Linked DNA regions of Mus musculus: all the other regions are linked to region 2. Evidence: chromatin contacts called from public ChIA-PET and HiChIP or PLAC-seq data. All regions are on one chromosome and are shown on one strand. Each heading gives the region's core, a stretch centred on a gene start, on an enhancer-like site or on the middle of the called end of the contact. The rest is flanking DNA. Distances are from core to core; before and after follow the strand shown. Region 1 overlaps Ica1 (islet cell autoantigen 1). Region 2 has its middle 15 kb from the start of Gm26075. Region 3 overlaps Ica1 (islet cell autoantigen 1). Region 4 holds the start of Rpa3 (replication protein A3). Region 5 overlaps Ica1 (islet cell autoantigen 1).

Region 1 (3,723 bases), core at 326-2,825, 250 kb before region 2:
CATGAGACAAGTAAACAGGAGGCAGTGTGTTGAATGGTCATCTGAGTTGAAATAGTACTACAAATAAAAAATCTAGACAGGGCATCCCAGATGAGGCAGCACCCCTCCCCCCAACAATAACAAAGAATGAACAATAGTATGGTAGTTCTTGTTTGTCAACTTGACGTCTAGAATCACCTAGGAGCTGGTCTCTGGGCTGAGCCTGACAAGATAGTGTTATCTTAATTACATTCATTGATGTGGGGAGACCCATCTTAATTGTAGACTGAACCATTTCATGGCTTGGGTCCTGGAGTGAATGAAGAAAAGAGGGAGAGTTGAGAGAGCAGACGATTTTCTTCTGCCTGTGAGAGCAATATGACCAGCTACTTCAAGCTCCTGCCGCCTTGATTTGCTTTTATGATAGGCTGTGCCTTGAACAATAAGCTAAAAGAAACCCATCCGCCATACAGTTGCTTTTGTCAACAGAAAAGAAACCAAGACAAATAGAAAGGACCTGGACAGAGGGGTGGGAAACAGCAGTGGTTAGCTGAGGAGTCAATGTGGGCAAAGGCCCGAGGTAGAAGCAATAGAACTCCTAGAAGCAGCATCAAGTGATGTAAATGTAGAGACATAGGTGCCTAAGCAACATGGCCTGAGAGACAAGCAAGACTAGAGAAAGAGATATAGATACACAGACACACATGCACATGCGCGAATGCGTGTACGCGCGCACACGCAAACATATTCTAGGCCTTCTAGGATCTGTGAGTGATATATGGTGGGATTCTTAGACCTGTCTGACTCCATTTGAAAGTACAAAATACACACACACACACACACACACACACACACACACACACACACACACAAATCTGTAAGGAGGGAGTGGAAAAAGTGTTGAGAAAGGGATGGGTGTTACAAAATTTGTGTTCACAACTCAGTCAGATGTCATGTTAGAACAGGGAGCAGAAGAGTAGAAACCAAATAAAATATGGCACACCTGGGTCCTGGCAGGATGAAGACCAGAGAGAAACACAGTCTGACCTCTGGTAGACTCAGTAAAGCGTCACTTTGATTACAAAGCCAGAATAAACATAAATGAAAGTCAAATTGGAAGGGAATTTTCACCTCCAACATTGGGTTAATTTCCCCCCCTAGCATTTCTCAAATGTCTTGAAACCTTTTATACAGCACAGTCACGAGTGCGCAAGACAGAGCTGGTGAGTGAAAGTTTCACATAAAACAAAGCAAATGATCTGGCACTCTCTGAAGCCCAGGGGCTAGAGATGGCTCCGCACATCAACATTAGGAGTTGTGACTAAGTGTTCCTGTCAGAGAACTGAGGACACAGAGACCAAAGCTTGCTCCTAGCCCTCTGCAAGAGCCCTGCTAGTCATCTGCTCCTTGTCAAAATGACTCGGAGAAAAGAGATATATGGAGAGTCAGGGCCACATGGAGCAGCTCTCCAGGCTACCTCGTAGGAACCCAAGGGTGGATTTATGTAGGTGGGGCTGCTTGTCCCTGTACTGTAGGAGGCTCCTCCTCACATCATGGTTCACCCTAGTACCACGCGGTATTTTATGAGTGAGGTTAGTGTGTGATATATGTGCCCTTTGAAGGTAGAGTAAGAGGGTAGGATTTAAAAATAGAACCCAGCTTCTCATAGCAGATTACATCAGCTGAAGCTGAGAGCCCAGCAGAGCCTCTGAAGTCTGTGCCCTTGAGAGCCTCTGTGGTCAATTAAGTGTCTTGTTTTTCTTGAACGTCAGAAATGGGATGGGAGGTAATTATTCTAAATGGAATAAAAGCTAGCCTAGGTGTAAGAAAATAGTTCTGAAGCCTCTAAAGAGATAGCATGGAAATGTATATGTGGGCATTTGTAGGACTCAGCCTTTATAGTCAAGGGTGCAGGAACCACTGCCTTAACCTGAGCCATTTACTAAATAGTTTAATTAAATCCTGCAGCATTAGCTCAGTGTTTCATTACAGTAATTCAAAGGGATCTCTGAAAGGCATTCTGGGAACTGTGAGTGATACAGGGTGGGATTCTTAGGCCTGTCTGTCTCCGTTAGAAATACCATTAGGTTGTAGAGCCCTGTTAATCCACTGGTCATGTCATCAAAGGACACGGTACACTAAGGCTTATTAACAAGCATGGGCAGTCTACTAGGTAGGACCTTCCTTAGAGACACCAGTCTGTAGTGACCCTGTGTCCCAGTGGTGACAGTCTGAGTCAAAGAGTTTGTTCTACAACTGATAAACAGCAGTATTGGTAATAGATGTTTCATTTTTTTTTCCCCTGTGAACAAAGACTTGGGTTAATTAATTTGACAGTTTTATTAATTACTGCTGAAATCGTTGGTTCTTGTCAGAGGTCAGGCTCTTTCAGCAATTGAGGGCAGGTCCCCGGGGAGTCGAGCCTCTAAGTATTACAGGCTTGCTCCACTCCCCTTTCTCCTGGCCCTGTGATAGAGGCCTTCAGGGTATGCCTTGCATCTCCACTCTGTGGATAAAACCAGTTTGTACTTCCATTCAAAGCCTGAGTAGGTCTGAGCCCCACCAGCAGCCAGGGTTGACTGAATAGGTAATCTTTTGTTTGGTCTGTACAGTGGGCAGATGTTAAGTAAGCAGAACTTTAACCTTCCTGGGCTTTTCTTTGTTCCTGTTTAAAAAAAAAAAGGGGGGGGGGCGCGCGCCTGACTCCATTGTCTCTTCTGCCTCTGCTCATTGTACAATTCTACATATGGGTTGAGCCCTTTTATGAAGTGAGGTGAAAATTCTTTTTATAAAGTTAATGCTCTTTTAAAATGTATCTGTTTCATAGTTTGTAGTGTTTGTTGGTTCGTTTTGGTATGTGCCCGTGTTTGTTTGCTTTAGATGTCTGACTGGAGCAGTTGTTATTTGTGGGTCCCCCCAAGCACAGTGAATCTTGCTGCCAAAATGCCACAGGAAAAGCCTAAATTTTCACATGGTACAACTTGGAAGGGAACTCATAATTACGGGCTGGCTTTCGACTCTGGCTCTCCTAGGATGAGGCCTTTGGGCCTTGGTGTCTCTGTATTGGTTTTTCTCCCTCCCTGCTTGAGGGCTACACTAAGACTAGACTAACACCCTCAGAAGAGATACCGCTGGCAGAGCTGGCGGCTGCGGCCCCTGACTGCAAACAGGAAGGAGTATGGAGCCTGTGTCCTAGAGTCAAGCTCCCCACACTGCCTACACCATCTGGGGACACTTAAGCCTAAGTCTCATTTTTGCATCTACTAAATGCAATCAGGCTTCCTCTGTGTCATTATTTTTCTCTAGCTCATTAAGCTCTGAAATCGGTAAGCTCACCCGTGAAGATGACGTACTGCCACTGGGATGGGCGAGCACTTAACCTCAAAAGCATTATTGGCCTTCCTCCTCAAGGACATTCTCCTCTTGCTGAGTCCACTCACCTCCTTAGTTGGCTGGGGGAAAAATCAGGTGATTTCATTCATAGTTCTTGGTCAGAGGAGTCTTTGATGTTTGCAAGCTGGTAATACCCATTGCATACAGATATTATTGCTTTTATTATTGTTGTTGTTGAGGAAGAATTCATCAGGGGTAGAAGGGTATTGATATATACCTTTCTCCATGTGTTCTTTACTGCCTGTAGCTGATTTCACAATATCGTGGCAGAGTGGAGTGACCACAACAGAGGCTGGAGGCCTGCAAAGCCGATAGCACTCACTCTCTGACCCTTCACAACTTGCCAGCACT
Region 2 (4,208 bases), core at 1,657-4,156:
GTGTTGACGAGAGATGGGGACCTATGCAAGCTGCCTGCTCCAGCCAGGCCACACTTTTGTTCTAAATGCTGGAGTCGAAGAGTCTGTTACTTGAGTGTTGCTTAGGCTTCCACCTTAAAACAGAAGCCCGATTTGGTAAGGCCCTGTTCTCTGGTGTAAGTGCGTTTGTTCCAAGTTTAAAATACTGATAAGCACTGGGTGAATATAACTGAAATGTCCTTCTTTGTCTGGCTAGCAGCATGACTCTAGAATATTGTGCTTCTCTTACCACATATGGGTGTTAAATTACATTTCTGCTTGGTATATTATTCAAACATAAAAGTAGATAGTTTGTTTCCTTAAATCATGTTTTCAGGAATTGTTGAAATACACCTCCGTGCTTTCTTATCTTAGGTGTATATAATCTCACTAGGTTTGCAGAGAAGGCAGACAGCCTTAGGGTCTCAACTGGTATTTAAAGAGATATGCTCACTTTCAGTCCTGGCCAATAATATGACATTATTGTTTAGAAAGAGATAAAGGGTTATGCCTTATAAATTTAGTATACTCTTCCTGTCATCAAATAACAGCTAAAATAATTCTATTGATAAATACCAGAGCCCATATTAAACTTGGCTTATATCTAGATTGCTCCATTTTTTTTTTTCCCAGTGAAGAGCCCAGAAAAACACACCAACCTCTGCATTTCAGGGACATTAGCAACCAATATGCAGTTAGTTGTTGCTCTTCACAAATTGCTCAGAAAACATCTCAGTAGGGGAACCAAAAGGACTCAAGGGGAATTTATTGGCTATTTGTGAAACTGATAACAAAACCTCTCTAAGCCTCCCTGGTAAGTAAAGATAATCCCCGCTTCCATCCTGGTATCAACTGTTAAATAGGATGACGCAGTTAGGAAACAGTTTGTAAGCCCACGCTGGTGTTATCGTTATTGTTCAAACATCAACACTGAGCATATTAAAGCAGGCCGCATTAAGTCCAGCGCTTTAGATGTGGAAGAGAGGGCTGCAGAGGAAACAGGCTGCATACCATTAACACACTGGTGTTCCCAAACAACTCTGCTTGCCTCCTGCGTGTGCTTGTACCACTCCTGCTCTTTCAAGGTAAAGGGCTTGTTCTGCCTCACTGGGAAGGAACTGCTCCCCGTTAGCGGAGGAGGTACCAGATAAAGCTGATGCCTGCCAATCGAGCCTCCGTAAACAGGATTAATAAGAGAAAAGATGTTGGCAGTTTTCTGAGGGCGTCCAGGGAGGCTTTTTTTTTTTTTCAACCAGACATTTATGTGGGCAGCGAACTATGATTTAAACAACTAACGAGAGTTATCAATGTGCCACCAAAACAAGGGCTGGCCTGACGAGACACGCATCAAGCGCTCCTGTCTCTAAGCACACACCAAACTCCCATTAGCTCAGCAAGTAAGGGACTCAAAGGCCCTGAGCTATGATACTCTCCGGGGCTCAAAAGCTCTGGCCTGCTTTCAGAAAGCTGGGATTCTACTACTTCTGTCAACAGAAACAGCAAAGGGATTTTCACGAGCGGTTGGAGTGAAAAAGAAATGAGACCAAATATTGAGAAACTGGTGGGCATTCACTGAAAAGCAACGAGCACGATTTATAAGGCCGAAGGGACTGCCTTCCAGAGGCAGATGAAAGAAGAGAGTCTCTCAGCATGTCCACCAGGGGCTAACCATCCAGGACTGGCTCGTAGGCCACGGCCAAGAGTACTTGAAGGGCATAAACAGCGTGGATGGAGGGAAGTTATTTAGTGTGGTCCGAGGGGACAGAGAAGGAGTGATGGAAATGAAACTCAACATGGAGACGATTAAGGTGGCAGAGCAGGTCACACGCTGTAATGGAGGGTCTATTATTGACTGTGCAGCGCTTGTCCCCTGGGGAGCCAGAATCCCTTTCTCTTGTACTATTTGCAATTGGAAAATGCACTAAAAAGTAGCCAGGCGTTCTGGGGAGGGCAAAACCACCATGTGCCCTCAGAGAACCACTGAGATGGTTTAATAGGCCTTTCCTATCTCAAATTTCTGTGCCGGACCTAGTGTACACAGGGCCCCGAGTTCCCACCACCCGAGCTGCGTCTTTGTTATTTATTATAAAGAGCCAGTGAAGAAATCATCACAGGAAACAATACCTGTGCTACAAAGAGGGAGAGGCCTACAGAGTCCCGATGCTTTCATGCGACTGACTAGGATTCCTTTCACATTGTGCCATAAGCATAAAGAAACATGTCTACCAACTGAGACCTGGGACAGCATGCTCCTATTGACCCCACTCTAAGGCAAAGGACAAGAGGCGTTATCACATTTGGATGTTGGCTTTGAAAATAAAAACAATCAAATAGATGGCTTTCTAATCTAGGAGAAAGACTTACAGTCTATCTTTTCCAAATTTCTTAGCCATGAAAAACAGTGAAGAAGCTATTACCGTGTAGAAACTCGGGCACTAAGGTGTTGAAGGCATGTATCCAACAGACAATTCTGTTTACAGCTGCAGCTGAAAAGAGCAACTGACACATCCTAAAACCTGTGGTGGCACAGGCACACACGTGGGATGATGGCTGCAACTGAAAGATGGAACTTGGAACCGTAAAGACAAGCACTAGCATCATCGTGATTGCAAGAAGGCACACAGCTGTGACCATCGCGGCCCCTCTCACCCAGAGGATGATGGAAGCAGGGTGGCGAACAAAAAACAAGGAGCAAGAGGCTAACAGGAGGGAGGGGCAGTGAGAGACAAAGCAAGAGAAGTTAGAGCTGGGGAAGCCCGCAGATGTCAGCTCTTCACAGGTGTGGGCTATCTCACTTCCTGATAAAATCAGGGTACTGTGGTAGGTACTAAGCGAAACTTGGCGTTCTAGAAGACTGAAGCTTCTACAAACAAATTCGGGGGTTGACCTACAGAGGACAGATATAGGTCAACCCTCATCCTGCTGCTCGCAGCAGCTGTGGCCAATGAGAGACACAGCTGCCTGGCACATTGAGTTAAGCTGCTGCTGAAATCAACAGAAGCCATTTCCTGCCTTTTTGCTGGCTTCTCTAGTCTGGTTAGGACCAGTTTAAGTACAAGCTGAGCACCGCCTTGCTAGAGTTCCTGGAACACTGTTGCGTGACTTCAGCTGATCACCTGCTCCTCTCTCGCTCACCTGAAAGATCTGTTTCTGTCTTCAAAAGGAGGCTTAAGACACAACAGTCCCTCATTACGCAGCATGCTAGCACAGATTTGTAGAACCAGGGAGAGTTTATCTATTTTTACTTCAAAATAATGGTTGGTAAAAAGGGGGAGTCTACACAAAGACCTATTTCCATAGAGGACAGAGCAAAAATTGTTAGGTGGCTGATTCGAGATTACCCAGAAAGCCCATGGTTAAGACAGAAGGAGAACGGAGCGAGTAGGTCTGGGAATCAGGAAATTATGAAATCAGACCCAAAGACTGAACCTCACTGGCCCACTAGGTTAATTAGCAGTTGGAGATGACAGCTCAGCAGCACATGTTCCTACAGGCTAGCTGATTAGTAGTCTGGCAGGAGATTTGACCCAAGTTGGTACTAGGTTGATTAGATAAGGCTGAGAAGAAATACTTTCCGATCACTTTCAGGAAAGAACTCTACTTCTCTGAGTGATGTAGTAAGAAAGCATTTGGGCACCTGTGGCTGCTGGCCACTGTTTGGAATCCTGAGAAAGAGCACTTCTGGGCTTCTAACTACATAAGGCAGTAACTGCCAGGACAGAAGCAATGACTCAGGGATAAAGTGCTTAGCGCGAGGCGTGAGGATCTGGGTTCAGACCTCCGGCTTTCATGTGAACGTTCCACTGCAGCACCTGGCTGACACTCGGGGATAGGCGTGTGGGAGGCAAGCAGTCAGACCCTGGGGTCTTGCTGACCAGGCATTCTGGCCAAGTGGCAATTTCTAGGTTCAGTAAAGAACCCGGTCTTAAAAAAAAAAAAAAAAAAAAAAGCAACAGAGGAAACACTGCTTGCTGCCTCTATGTGTCCTCCATCCCACATTACCAATTCATTTCCTTAGTCAGCTGGATTGGCTGACTGGTGGCTCTAAATTTTATAAGAATTTGTCACATTAGCCGGGCGTGGTGGCGCACGCCTTTAATCCCAGCACTCGGGAGGCAGAGGCAGGTGGATTTCTGAGTTCGAGGTCAGCCTGGTCTACAAAGTGAGGTCCAGGACAGCCAGGGCTATAC
Region 3 (3,683 bases), core at 636-3,135, 160 kb before region 2:
CCCATTGCTTTTTAGTACTAAAGAGGAAGCTGCGCTTGGCACTTCCCTAATATATATATACAGGTTGTCAGGCAGAAAGATGGCGTCACAGATCATCCTGATAAAGTGCACTCGCACATAAGCCACCCTATTCCTTCATCACTGACGTCCCACAGAGCCCTTCGGTGGGCCTGAGCGATGCTGTCCACTGTCTGCCTCTTCTGTGGGTTCATCCGAGCAGGTGGTATCAGCTCTGAAACCACAGCCACAACTATAAAGCTATTCTCAACACATGGAGAATGACTGAAGAAAGGAATGACCATTGATCTGTTCACTGTGAAATGCACACCCTTTCAAAACTGCCTCATGGGCTAAGGTCTGAAGTAAAATGCTGATCACAATTTGCAAAACACTAGAAAGAAGAAATAAAAGGCACTTAATCCAAGAACGGCCGATTTAATAGGACTTACGAGCTGTAACTGTAGCTCTGCATTCTTCTACTCAATGATAAGTGATGGATAACCAATATTTGGCCACACCGTTTAAAAATATTTTAATAACAAGTTAGTGGCATTTGGAGATTCTTGAAAGTGTCTCTGAAGTCACTGTATGACCACCTGTGACATGCAGCCTTCATTCACTAATTATAACATATATCAATCATTTTGCTCTTCAAGCTGGACACCCCCAACCCCTGCCAAAATAGCATAACACAGACAAAAAATGTGGTATAAAACAAGTGAAATTTTTATAAGTTAAATTTAACCTACATCTTATCAACAAACCTTTATGAAAAACCACAAGATCTTGGCTAATTAAGAAGCAAAACAAAACTATTTATTATCCATATTTCACAAGCATGTTTGTCTTCTTCTGCTACTGCTCGCCTTTCTATGTTGTGGCCAAGTGTACTGATGTCGGTTCAGCCAGCAGCCAGCAGAGCTCTAGGAGAGAACCTTTAGCCCAAAGCAATCATGTGCTATCATATGGCACCTAGTTTCTCCTGAGTCATTTAATGGTCACCTGCAGTCACCCTTAGAGTCAAATGAGAGATCTGTTTGCTTTGCCTCAGGACATACAGTGACCAAGTATTAAATTCCTTATCTGCTCATGTAAACTCTTCCTTCAGTGTGCTGGGATATACTGGTGACCTGGGTTACCCTATGAAATGACACCCTTTTCTTTACACATGTTAAACCAGAGCTCTACCACTGAGTCATCCGTCCCCTCCCCAGCCCAACAGTAACACTGAAGTGTGTCAGCAAACACCTGTAATCCCACCTTGGGGGGTAGAGGATTAGAGCCAGCACAACAAGTTTGAGCCAGCTCAGACCACATGAAACTTTGCTTAAAGAGACCAAGTAAATAATAAAACGAATGTTCTTAATCATGTAGTAGAATGCTCTGTATGAGATTGTTCCTATAGATTCTTAAAGATCTGTTCTAGCCCCAAGATTCATGGTTTATATCAAGAGAGATTGGAGTAGGGTTTTAGCAATCAGGTGTTTTTGTGTGTGCCTACTTGGGTCTCACATTCTTAGATCATTCTTTTGTTTTGTTTTGTTTTTTTTCCAGAGAGCACATACAGATCCTTATGCCACCCCCATGCCCACTCGGGCCCCTGCCAGTCAGAATTCTTATTTATTATTATTTTTAAGCCTGAGGGGGGTTTCTCAAAGCAGCCTTCTCGAATTCCAAACAAGAACACTTTGGTAACAGACCTGACAAGTGTCTCTCTGCTTGACATTTTTTTGTCAGGTGGTTTCCTAGCATCTCCCCCGCTGTCTTTGGGGTGCTAAGAGGATAGTGCTGGTGTTTGGGGTTTCATCTGCCCTGCAGGCCTGTGGCCTTTAAGATTAGTCATTATGTGGGGTGTGGGGAGTGGGGAGAAACCCAGAGAAGTGAGCCTTCCTGTTTCACACAAACGAAGGTAAATCATGTGACATTTATCTGCTCGCTGCCCTGTGCTCTCATTTTCTGTCTAAGTAGCAGTTTCCATCTTCTGTGCTTCTAATTTATGCTGAGGTCATGAAACTCAATATGATTTCAAGAGTACTATCTGAATGGGCTGTCACCCGTTTTCCACGCTCTGCCTGAGCTTGAGTTTCCTCTACACTGGAGCTTTTACAAGCTAGAACTCACCGGTTCAGGACCAGTTCTTCTAGGGAATGTTTTCCTAGGGCCCAGGCCTCTTGGTTCTGGGTGTTGAGCAAGGCAGGCCTATGGAGTGTTTCTGCCGTCTTGGACACTCTGCCTGTCTCTGCATGGTACTTCGAGGAGCCCTCTGGCCTTAGAAAGCCTCACCCTATGACAAAGCGTCTTCTGGAGTTTGTGTGTAAGGTCACAGTCCGTACTCTAGCAGCATACATAAAAATACCTCTCCTGGTTCTGAAGGAAAGGCCAGGTTACACATCAAGGAAGCGTGGACTTAGGAGTGAAAGCTCCCAAGCCAGACTCTCTGTAACTAAGAAGTCACATGACCTTGGACAGGTAATCTAACTTGGGTCTATTTTTCCTCCTCTGTAAAATAAGTTCCAGGAAATAGTTTGTAAGATCTTCTTGATTTAAAAATATGTGTGGTTTTGTTTTTGTTCTTTTCCATTGAAGAAAAAAAAAGTCCCCAGACAGGACAGCAGCATCAAACATGGCACCTTGGCTAAGCTCTGGGCTTCTCGGGAGGCAGTGTTGCTAGGTGGCCTCCCCCACTTCAGCTCTGGCTCAGCGTGAGGAGCTCCTGTGTGCCGCCATTGGCCACACCATTTACCCTGTAAAGCTGCTACTGTATACAGTGATGCTTAGCTGTCTGAAGAAGCATTTGTGAGGTTTGGAATAAGCAGTGATCTCACAGTTGGCCTCAGCAGAGGTGCAGGGTAGGAGGTCACCTCCTGGAGCTTCGGCTGCCTCACCAGTGTGCAGCACCACAAAGGATAAGATAAGAATTTGTGGTCAGGAGATGGAGAACTTGGATTGAAGGCAGGTATTTGGAGACTCTAAGCCAAAGAAAGTTGTGACTCCCCCACTCAGTAGCAGCCTTTATTTGTCTGCGTGGGTGGAGGCTCCAACAAGGCTTCTCCCAAAGGAGGACATTATCTCATCTCTTCAGGTTTTCTTTGTCTCACTTTGTCTCAAAGCCGATAACAAGAGCTCACTCACCCTCCAGAGCCCACTGACAGGCGCTACTTCACAAGTCGTGACTTGTCTGGTTACAGACCTGAACCTGGCCATTTCGACTTGTAATTAAGTTGCTCTCACAAGTTATGCATAGTAATTTCAGGCATCTTAATTATTGGTGTAATAATTGGGAGGTTTCTATGTTTTATGGTTCAAGTCAGTACCAGTTTCCTTGCTTTCAGCTACCTAAATAAGTTCCCTTTCCAGAGCACAGGTCATCCTGCAGCCTGCCTTAACTATTAAAGAGCCAGGGGTGGTGATTATTTTTTTAATTTGCAACTTTGTAATAATACATTTAAAAGTGAATAAATAAGCAGAATGCTAAATAGTAGGCCACACTTAATGGCACACCTCAGCAGAAGCAAGATCTGAGTTTATAACGGACTCCAGAGAGTGTTCTCTCACTTTTGTGACTACAGTGCTTGCGTTTGATAGGGTCTAGTGTTAGAATTCTTTGCTCATAAGGATAGAGTTCATGTTGGAACAGGTTAGGTTGAGACTTTTGCTTAAAATGCACCCATCCATGTAACTGA
Region 4 (3,714 bases), core at 569-3,068, 230 kb after region 2:
AAGGAAATTTAAATGGGAATACCCTGCATGGGAAAAGAATGCTTCCCCTAAAGGCATGAGCTACTAAACAAAAATCTCAGGGCTGAAAGGCTGTGATATACCTCCCTAGAGTTCTTGAGAAGGATGACCCAAAGGCACACAAACAACACGATTTTCTACAATGCTCCGAGCTGTCCACCACAACTAGATGGTAAGAACCTATGTCTGGAGACAGGGTACCATTTGCTTGCAGCACACAGATAAAGCAAACTAGACCTGAACTGGGAACTTACTTCTTGCTGGTTACTTTTCACTGAACTAAAAGGGTGCTATGCACCAGGGTAGAAAACGCAGTGCTATATCATGAATGCCTCAATACCGACTTGCCAGCACCCAAAGGAAATGCAGCCCACAACTAAGGAAAAAAATTTTAAACTTGTTTTAATCACAACAGAATTAAGACACACATATTAAATGTCACATGAACACTAAGGAGAGCTAACAATCGTTTAAATAGGGGAGATTGGATTTCACTCTTAAATAGATGGAACCAGATCTTTGTATTTTATTACTTAAGGCAGCAACAGCAGGCTACATTGGAACTGAATTATTGGAACTGAGTTATTAGCCCTGAATTTGAAGGTTAATAAGTCTTTGGCTTTAGAAAAATCCAGACACTGTTCCACATAATTATGAGACGCAATTAAAATTATGTTTTAATTTCTGCAACCTCTTTTGAAGGTATTTTTATGTGCGTTCATTTTGAAATTTCTCAGTACCAATCCCTTGCTGGTGAAATTACTAAAATCAACAGCCACCAGCATCCAGTCATTTTCTGAACCAGAAACACATCCGACAATTTTCTTCAAATCTTGGAATAAACTGTCTTTCAGACAGCCAGCTCTGAGTACTTCGGGGAACTAGATATAGTATTACAACCCAAAATTAGAGTTATCTAGCACCTTACAAAGCAGTCAACCCCTCATTTGCAGAAAGAGAAAATGTGACGCCAGTGGAGGAGCACTAGCTTGGGTCCAACAGCTGGTGAAGCCTGTCATCTCTAGTCCTTCCCGGGGGTCCTCCTCTACCGGAGCCCCAATGCACGCCAGCACCCAGGAGGTGAGGAAATGGACACCTCCACACCGCCAAGGCTAGCAAAAGGTCCAAGGTAAAGAGAGGGGCAGCACCTCTTGCTGCCAGTGGGTAAAGCAGGCAGGTCCGTTACACAACGTCTCCTAGCAACAACCTCCTGAGGGAGGGGTAAAGACTGACGATGGTTCTCTACAGGTAGAACTGGCTCAAAAATAAAAACCCCAAACCCCAGGTTAGGCACGCACCCGCGCCACCCGCGCAAAAGCTGGCAACTGTCAGTGCCCGCACCGCGGCATTCCGGGACCAGGAGCCCGACTCCGCCCACCACCCCGACGGTTCAGCCCTCGGGAGGAGAGAGGCGCGGAGATCCAGACACCTCCCGCAAGAAAGCTACCTGAGACTCCGCCGCAGCCCGCAGCTCGCCACCCACCACGGTCCTTCAGCTTACTTCCGGGGTCAAGTCGACGTTCGGCCGCTCCAGATCCCGGGTCCCAGGCCTCAGCCCCCGCCCCTCTAAGTCCCGCCTCCACTGCCCGCCGGGTTTCGGCCCCAGTGACTTCCGGAACGCCGCGCGTCACTAGGCAGTCTACCAGTACTTCCGGAAGCCTTGAGCCCCTCCGCCAGCCCGGTGCGAGCGAACCAGATGCTCCCGTGGATTTGATTGGTGGGTCTGGAGCGTACGTCTCCTCTGATTGGTGTTCGGGAAATCTGCCCGGGTTGGCGCGGCCGCCCGCTGGGCGTCAATCATTTTCTGCTTTCCTGCGGGTTGCGAGTGTTGGCGGCAGAATCATGGAGGACATAATGCAGCTCCCCAAAGCGCGCGTCAACGCCAGCATGTTACCACAGTATATCGACCGGCCCGTGTGCTTCGTGGGGAAGCTGGAAAAGGTGCATGCGGGTTCGGGCGAGAGGACGGGACCACGGCCACTCGGGAAGGACTGCGGGGTCGGGAGCTGAGGCTGGGAGCAGGTCACCTTTAAGCAGCATTGCCCTCCAGCTTGCTGTAGTTTTCACAAGAAGAGCTTGTGGAAACTGCTAAGCCATTGCAGCAACATTTTGGTGCCGCTTCTTTTATGTCCCCAAAACTGTTTGGAATGACCTTTTAGATCCAAGCGCTCCGCGCCCCCTTTCTTTATTTACCAGGAAGGTATTTACAAACCTGGCTCCTCTGTCTGTTGTTCGAGTTTTTGTTTTAGCCAGACTTAGCTTCTTGCTTCCCTGTCTTTTGCAGCCGTCTCTATTTATGGGCCTAGTTTTTCTACTTTGCAGTCGTCTCCCTATGAAACATTTCTTGATAGCCCCTCCCATATTCTATAGATACCTTGTATCTAGCCCAGTCTTAGATTGCAGCCTCGTCCTTCCTATAGGTAAAAATTAAGCCCAAAGGCCCAGAAATTGAGAGTGCCGAGGGAAAGAAAATCCTCTGTAAGGACTTACCTGCTAGGTCATTTCATTCACACATTTTCTAAGGGAAAAGAATTTCTAACTAAACAGGTAGGCTGACTGAGCTGCTCAAACCTCACATCGAGTGGCAGAGCTCAGTTTCAAGGGAAGTCTTCCTCAGATCTGGCAACCAGTTCTTTTAGATCATCGTTCTTAATTTTAAAAGAAAGTATTCTGAGCCGGGCGGTGGTGGCGCACGCCTTTAATCCCAGCACTCGGGAGGCAGAGGCAGGTGAATTTCTGAGTTCGAGCCCAGCCTGGTCTACAGAGTGAGTTCCAGGACAGCCAGGGCTATACTGAGAAACCCTGTCTCGAAAACAAACAAACAAACAACCCCTCAAAAAGAAGGTATTCTGTGAGATGTACTAAATCAAGAATGTTGGCAGAATTTCATTAGACAGTGAAAGCCTCGTTTAGTTTTAGTGTACCAAGTGTCTTTTGCAAATAAAAGAAACCACACAAAACACTAAGCAAATATTTGTTGTTTATTAGAAATTCAAAATTAACTGGGCTTACAATCATCTGATCAGGTAATAAGATTATAACTTGAACCAAATAAACTGTCCAAAACCCCTATTACTTTATATTCAACCAAATGAAACTTCAGGGAATCTTTTAAATATTCATTTCTGTAGATTCTGTTTTCTAAATCTATGGCTTTTTGTCTTGATTTCCTTTTTTAGATTCATCCCACTGGAAAAATGTTTATTCTTTCAGATGGAGAAGGAAAAAATGGAACCATTGAATTGATGGAGCCAGTATGTTTTAAGTGATATGCTCTCATATTTAATTTTTTGGGGTTTCTTATTATTTCTGATTTGGGGGTGGAAATGTGAAGATTACACTTGTATAACTTTAAAAATCAAATTCATGCTCTCATATTTTGTCTTATTTCCATTTCTAAACTTTAGTGATTCTTAGGGCTCCAACATTTCTGAAAGTGTCCCTTAAGTATTGGTTGGATAACAATTTTTATTCCTTAAAAAAAAAATCCAAAAAATACATGTGAAAAATTTTTTAAACTGCTTCTTCCATAATCACAAGCCTGGCCTTCAAGAGCTGGCCCCAGGTGTGTTCCTCCTGCTTCATACTAAGTGGCATTGCTAGTCAGTTTTATTTTCTATGTTTAATTTTCATATATATATATATATATATATATATATATATATATATATTCATGCATATTTTTATATTTCTAAA
Region 5 (3,613 bases), core at 740-3,239, 210 kb before region 2:
CAGACAAGGCTGATGGCAGCCCTCAGTGGGCTCAGTGTTGGGTGGGAGAGACACATGTCTAAGCCAGTGCTTATGAACCAAGTGCTGTGATCGAGATGAGCAGCAGCTCCTGTGGCTGGCTCACTCTGGTTTTTATTTTAAGCATCTCCTCTCGGAGTTACGAACACGGATTCACCGAGAAGCAGAGCTTCTGCATCTGTCCTTATGGCTGTTTTGCTTAGGCCTCTGGCCCTCCTCCCTCTGTCACCGAGAAAGCAAATACAGGAGATCTTTCACCAAATTAAAAGTACGCCATCTCCTTCCCTGCCCTGGGAAGGCAGCACACAGTACATCTTCCTCTCCAGGGCACTTTCTTCTCCTAAGGAACTCAGGATTTTCTTTGGACTGATAGCTGGATTGGCAGAAACTCTAGTGTTCTTAGATATTGAAAAATACTCACCTGGGTGTGGTGTGTTTTATATCTGTAATCCCAGCACTTTAGAGGTAAAGCAAGAGGATTAAAGTGAGGTAGAGGCTAGCTTGGTGATGTGTTGAGGTATGTGTTATAGGAAATATTAAAAAATGAACCTGACATCTCTCAGCAGGGCCAGGCCAGGCTCCCTTACTCCTGCCACCGACAACAACTCTCTAGAGCTAGCCCCTGCGCCAGGTGATCTCACTCGCCTGGTCTCTTGGCCCACTAACTCAGCCCTTTGAGGCCACATAGCTTCCACCAGGCCATCTCTTGTCTCCCCTCCCCCCACCGCCCCCCTGAGTTCCTCTCAACACCTAATTACCCAGTAGAATCATTACTCTTAATGCTTAATTAGCCAATCAGATTTATGTATCAATAATAACACAATTTACAAGATGCCAATATAATAATTTCAGAGCCAAATGATAATGATAAAGCTTTAATTCAATTTTTCTAACCTTTTGATAACACGTCAGCCGCCATTCTGGTTCTCCCTCTCCACGACCTCCCTCTCTCTCTCTCTCTCTCTCTCTCTCTCTCTCTCTCTCCCCCCCCCCTCTCTCTCTGCTCTGCCTCCTTTCTCCTGTCCAATCACAAGCCTCCCACTGCCCTAATGTGATTGGACAGGGAACATCCTGCAACAGGGATGTCTCAGTGGGCCCATGCCAAGGCATCCCTTCCCCCTGAGGGACCAGCCAAGGAAGATGTAGTATAGAATAGAGTTTATTCACAGCAAGGGGAGGTAAGTTAAAAGGGTAGTAGAGACAGAGGGGGGGGAGAGAGAGAGAGAGAGAGAGAGAGAGAGAGAGAGAGAGAGAGAGAGAGAGAGAGAGAGAAAAGAAGAAGAAGAAGAAGGAGGAGGAGGAGGAGGAGGAGGAGGAGGAGGAGGAGGGGGGGGGAGGGGAGGGGAGAGGAGAGGAGAGGGAGAGGAGAGGGAGAGGAGGGGAGGGGAGAGGAGGGGAGAGGGAGAGGAAGGAGGAGAGAGGGAGGGAGAGGAGAGAGGGGAGGGGAGAGGAGAGGAGGGGGGGAGGAGAGGAGGAGGAGAGGAGAGGGAGGGGAGGGGAGGGAGAGGTCGGCCATGAGCACTTGGAGAGAGGGGGAAGGGAATGGGGAAGGGTGGCTTAAGGGTGAGAGGACAGGGAGCAAGAAGGGAAGCAGCCCCTTTTATAGTGGGTCAGGCCTACCTGGCTGTTGCCAGGTAACTGTGGGGTGGAGCTTAGACAGAGTGCTAACACTTGGGGCTACAATTTCAGGCCAGCCTAGGCTCCAGAGTGAAACCCTATCTCAGACAATAACAGCAAATTTCTGTGTCCCCAAATACCTCTAGGAACATATTGTCCATATTAATCTCTCTCTATTCTATGAAAAATGCCAGTTTCCTATACACACCCTTCACTCATTATTAAAAATAATACACCTATGGATGATTCTCACGGGTCTGTCTGTCATTTGGAGGTGACATAGCACAGTGGAGCAGCTATGAGTTCTGCCTCTGTGCCTCAGTGCCTGTTGATATTATGTCATTATGAAAGTTCCTGAACAAGGAAGTGGCCACAGGGGAGTGGTTTGGAGGAAGATAGCTTTGGTAGCCCCATGTATGGTGCTTTAAGACTGAAGAAGAGAAGTATGTAGGAGACACATTGCTGGTAGAGATAAAAAAAAAAAAAAGTAGGTGCAATGAAATGTATCATTATTGTTGCAAAATGGTCTAGCTTACATGACCATCAATACAAGTATTTGATGATTAGAACTGGAAATAATACCTCACTGAGTGGGTGAATGGGTGGGTGGATAGATAGAGAGATGAGAGATGGATAACTTTAGTCAGACCATTTGCTTTAATGTTCTATTTTAGTTTGTTCTGTGCTTTAATTAAATGTATGGTGAGTGTGGGTTCGTACACAAGAGCACAGGCCCCTCACAGGCCAGAAGAGGATGTTGAATTCCCTGGTGTCAGTTACTGGCAACTGTGAGCCACCTGATGTTGGTGCCTGGTGAACTCAGATCCACTGTAAGAGTAGTAAGCACACTTAACTGCTGAGCCCATCTCTCCAGCCCATCTGTTCAAGTCTCCAATTTTTTAAAAAAAAAACTAAAACAGAACTTTTAAAATATCCTTTTTCTGGTTTGTTTCCTTTTTTGTATCTTAAAAATATTTAGTATTTAGTCCAAAATAATGTTAAAGTAAGCTCACAGATTTCTTTCATCTCCCTTCAATGTGCCTGAAGTCCTAAGCACACAAGGTTTTAATCCACACTAGGTCATTAGATCCTATTTCAAGTGTGAATTATTCTTGCAGCACTCAATGTATTCAAGGGGGGGTTATTTATAAGTGGCCTGGGAAGTGAGAACGCTATCTTGTGACTTTAAACTGTAAGAGATTTCCCTGAGGAGTATGGTTAAAGTAACCCCCGACTTCCACACGTTTCTGTTGTAGTTCTTAACAAAACAACTAGTTGCATGAATTCAGCTGTTATTTTGAAATCAATAGTAGAGCCCTTTCTCTGTTGAGTACACTGTCTTATGATAGAGGGTTCAGCTGGAGCAGACAGCAGTATGTTTGCCTTCTCCCTGGTCCTCCTGGAGCCTGGAAATATATACGTCTGTAACCTAAAGGCCAACGTTGCTCTACAGAAATAGGATGAGGCGTGCATTTTTCTAGGAAAGAAAACATTCAAAGTGCACCTGAGCGCCTTGCAATTTAGGTCCTGCTTGTACCAACAGAATGTATAGTGGTTCTGACCTTGGTCGTAGCGATTAAAAGCCTATAGATTTCTGAATGCAGAGAATGCTAGAAAATTAACTAGCTCTTCTTATTTTATTTGTAAGGAGGACATCTTAATAAATACGAAAAACTTTGTTGGTGATACTATAGCAGATAATGAAAAATACAGTTTTGTAAATCTCTGAGTCATCACCTTCTGAGGCTGCTTTTTCAGTTCATCTTTGTGTTGTTTATACCCATGTCTCTAATGCCCTCATCAGTTTGAAATTTCCATGGAAGCAAGGATCCATGTCTTATGCATAGCTTGTAGATGCTTTTGACCTTTGTAGCTACCTGCACAGATAGGTGTGGCTGCCTCTTATGGTAGTAAGTGCAAGCCCTTGGGAATAAACCCACACAATAGCACCAAATACACCTTTGTGAGGAAGCTTCTC

The links. HiChIP or PLAC-seq counts read pairs in DNA pulled down with a chosen protein or histone mark. ChIA-PET counts read pairs in DNA pulled down with a chosen protein or histone mark.
Region 1: a contact with region 2 is called in a BATF HiChIP or PLAC-seq map of CD8 T cells, with 8 read pairs. The contact joins two enhancer-like sites. A contact is called at or near these places in 3 of 15 datasets of contacts at CTCF or cohesin (the NIH/3T3 cell line, large pre-B cells and pro-B cells), 5 of 484 Hi-C or Micro-C datasets (the G1E-ER4 cell line, bone marrow-derived macrophages, regulatory T cells and 1 more), 8 of 115 datasets of contacts at active chromatin or transcription factors (CD8 T cells, T-cell acute lymphoblastic leukemia, Th17 cells and 5 more) and 3 of 9 other capture datasets (adipose tissue, embryonic tail and liver).
Region 3: an RNA polymerase II ChIA-PET map of memory CD8 T cells shows a contact between it and region 2, with 33 read pairs. The contact joins two enhancer-like sites. A contact is called at or near these places in 1 of 15 datasets of contacts at CTCF or cohesin (CD8 T cells), 6 of 115 datasets of contacts at active chromatin or transcription factors (CD8 T cells, bone marrow-derived macrophages, effector CD8 T cells and 2 more) and 2 of 9 other capture datasets (adipose tissue and liver).
Region 4: an RNA polymerase II ChIA-PET map of memory CD8 T cells shows a contact between it and region 2, with 54 read pairs. The contact joins the promoter of Rpa3 here to the enhancer-like site in region 2. A contact is called at or near these places in 4 of 484 Hi-C or Micro-C datasets (B cells, CD4 T cells, Th2 cells and 1 more), 18 of 115 datasets of contacts at active chromatin or transcription factors (the 230-238 cell line, the NIH/3T3 cell line, the SCID.adh cell line and 14 more) and 1 of 9 other capture datasets (liver).
Region 5: a contact with region 2 is called in a CTCF HiChIP or PLAC-seq map of CD8 T cells, with 5 read pairs. The contact joins two enhancer-like sites. A contact is called at or near these places in 3 of 15 datasets of contacts at CTCF or cohesin (CD8 T cells, the NIH/3T3 cell line and large pre-B cells), 6 of 484 Hi-C or Micro-C datasets (B cells, conventional dendritic cells, macrophages and 2 more), 6 of 115 datasets of contacts at active chromatin or transcription factors (the 230-238 cell line, CD8 T cells, bone marrow-derived macrophages and 3 more) and 1 of 9 other capture datasets (embryonic tail).

Annotation. Positions count from the first base shown.
Region 1 is chr6:8,730,528-8,734,250 of GRCm38.p6, reverse strand. The region is part of intron 6 of Ica1 (islet cell autoantigen 1); the gene reads left to right. Among named protein-coding and RNA genes, the nearest start is that of Ica1, 46 kb to the left of the region's middle. Within about 2 kb of position 1,575, at least 60 of the 459 cell types and tissues checked have an H3K27ac peak or open chromatin away from gene starts, as enhancers often do. A contact at or near this core is called in CD8 T cells, Th17 cells, memory CD8 T cells and 1 more, where this site is marked.
Region 2 is chr6:8,484,384-8,488,591 of GRCm38.p6, reverse strand. No RefSeq gene overlaps it. Among named protein-coding and RNA genes, the nearest start is that of Gm26075, 15 kb to the left of the region's middle. Within about 2 kb of position 2,906, at least 60 of the 459 cell types and tissues checked have an H3K27ac peak or open chromatin away from gene starts, as enhancers often do. A contact at or near this core is called in B cells, CD8 T cells, the SCID.adh cell line and 7 more, where this site is marked.
Region 3 is chr6:8,646,988-8,650,670 of GRCm38.p6, reverse strand. The region is part of intron 12 of Ica1 (islet cell autoantigen 1); the gene reads left to right. Among named protein-coding and RNA genes, the nearest start is that of Gm35621, 26 kb to the right of the region's middle. Within about 2 kb of position 1,885, at least 68 of the 459 cell types and tissues checked have an H3K27ac peak or open chromatin away from gene starts, as enhancers often do. A contact at or near this core is called in CD8 T cells, memory CD8 T cells and regulatory T cells, where this site is marked.
Region 4 is chr6:8,257,245-8,260,958 of GRCm38.p6, reverse strand. Rpa3 (replication protein A3) reads left to right here and starts at 1,818. Exons shown (of 4, transcript NM_026632.4): 1 at 1,818-1,959; 2 at 3,198-3,272. The coding sequence starts at 1,861. It overlaps Umad1 (UMAP1-MVP12 associated (UMA) domain containing 1), which reads right to left and starts at 1,671. Exons shown (of 4, transcript NM_001302354.1): 1 at 1,466-1,671.
Region 5 is chr6:8,689,822-8,693,434 of GRCm38.p6, reverse strand. All of the region lies in intron 6 of Ica1 (islet cell autoantigen 1), which reads left to right. Among named protein-coding and RNA genes, the nearest start is that of Gm35621, 68 kb to the right of the region's middle. Within about 2 kb of position 1,989, at least 69 of the 459 cell types and tissues checked have an H3K27ac peak or open chromatin away from gene starts, as enhancers often do. A contact at or near this core is called in B cells and CD8 T cells, where this site is marked.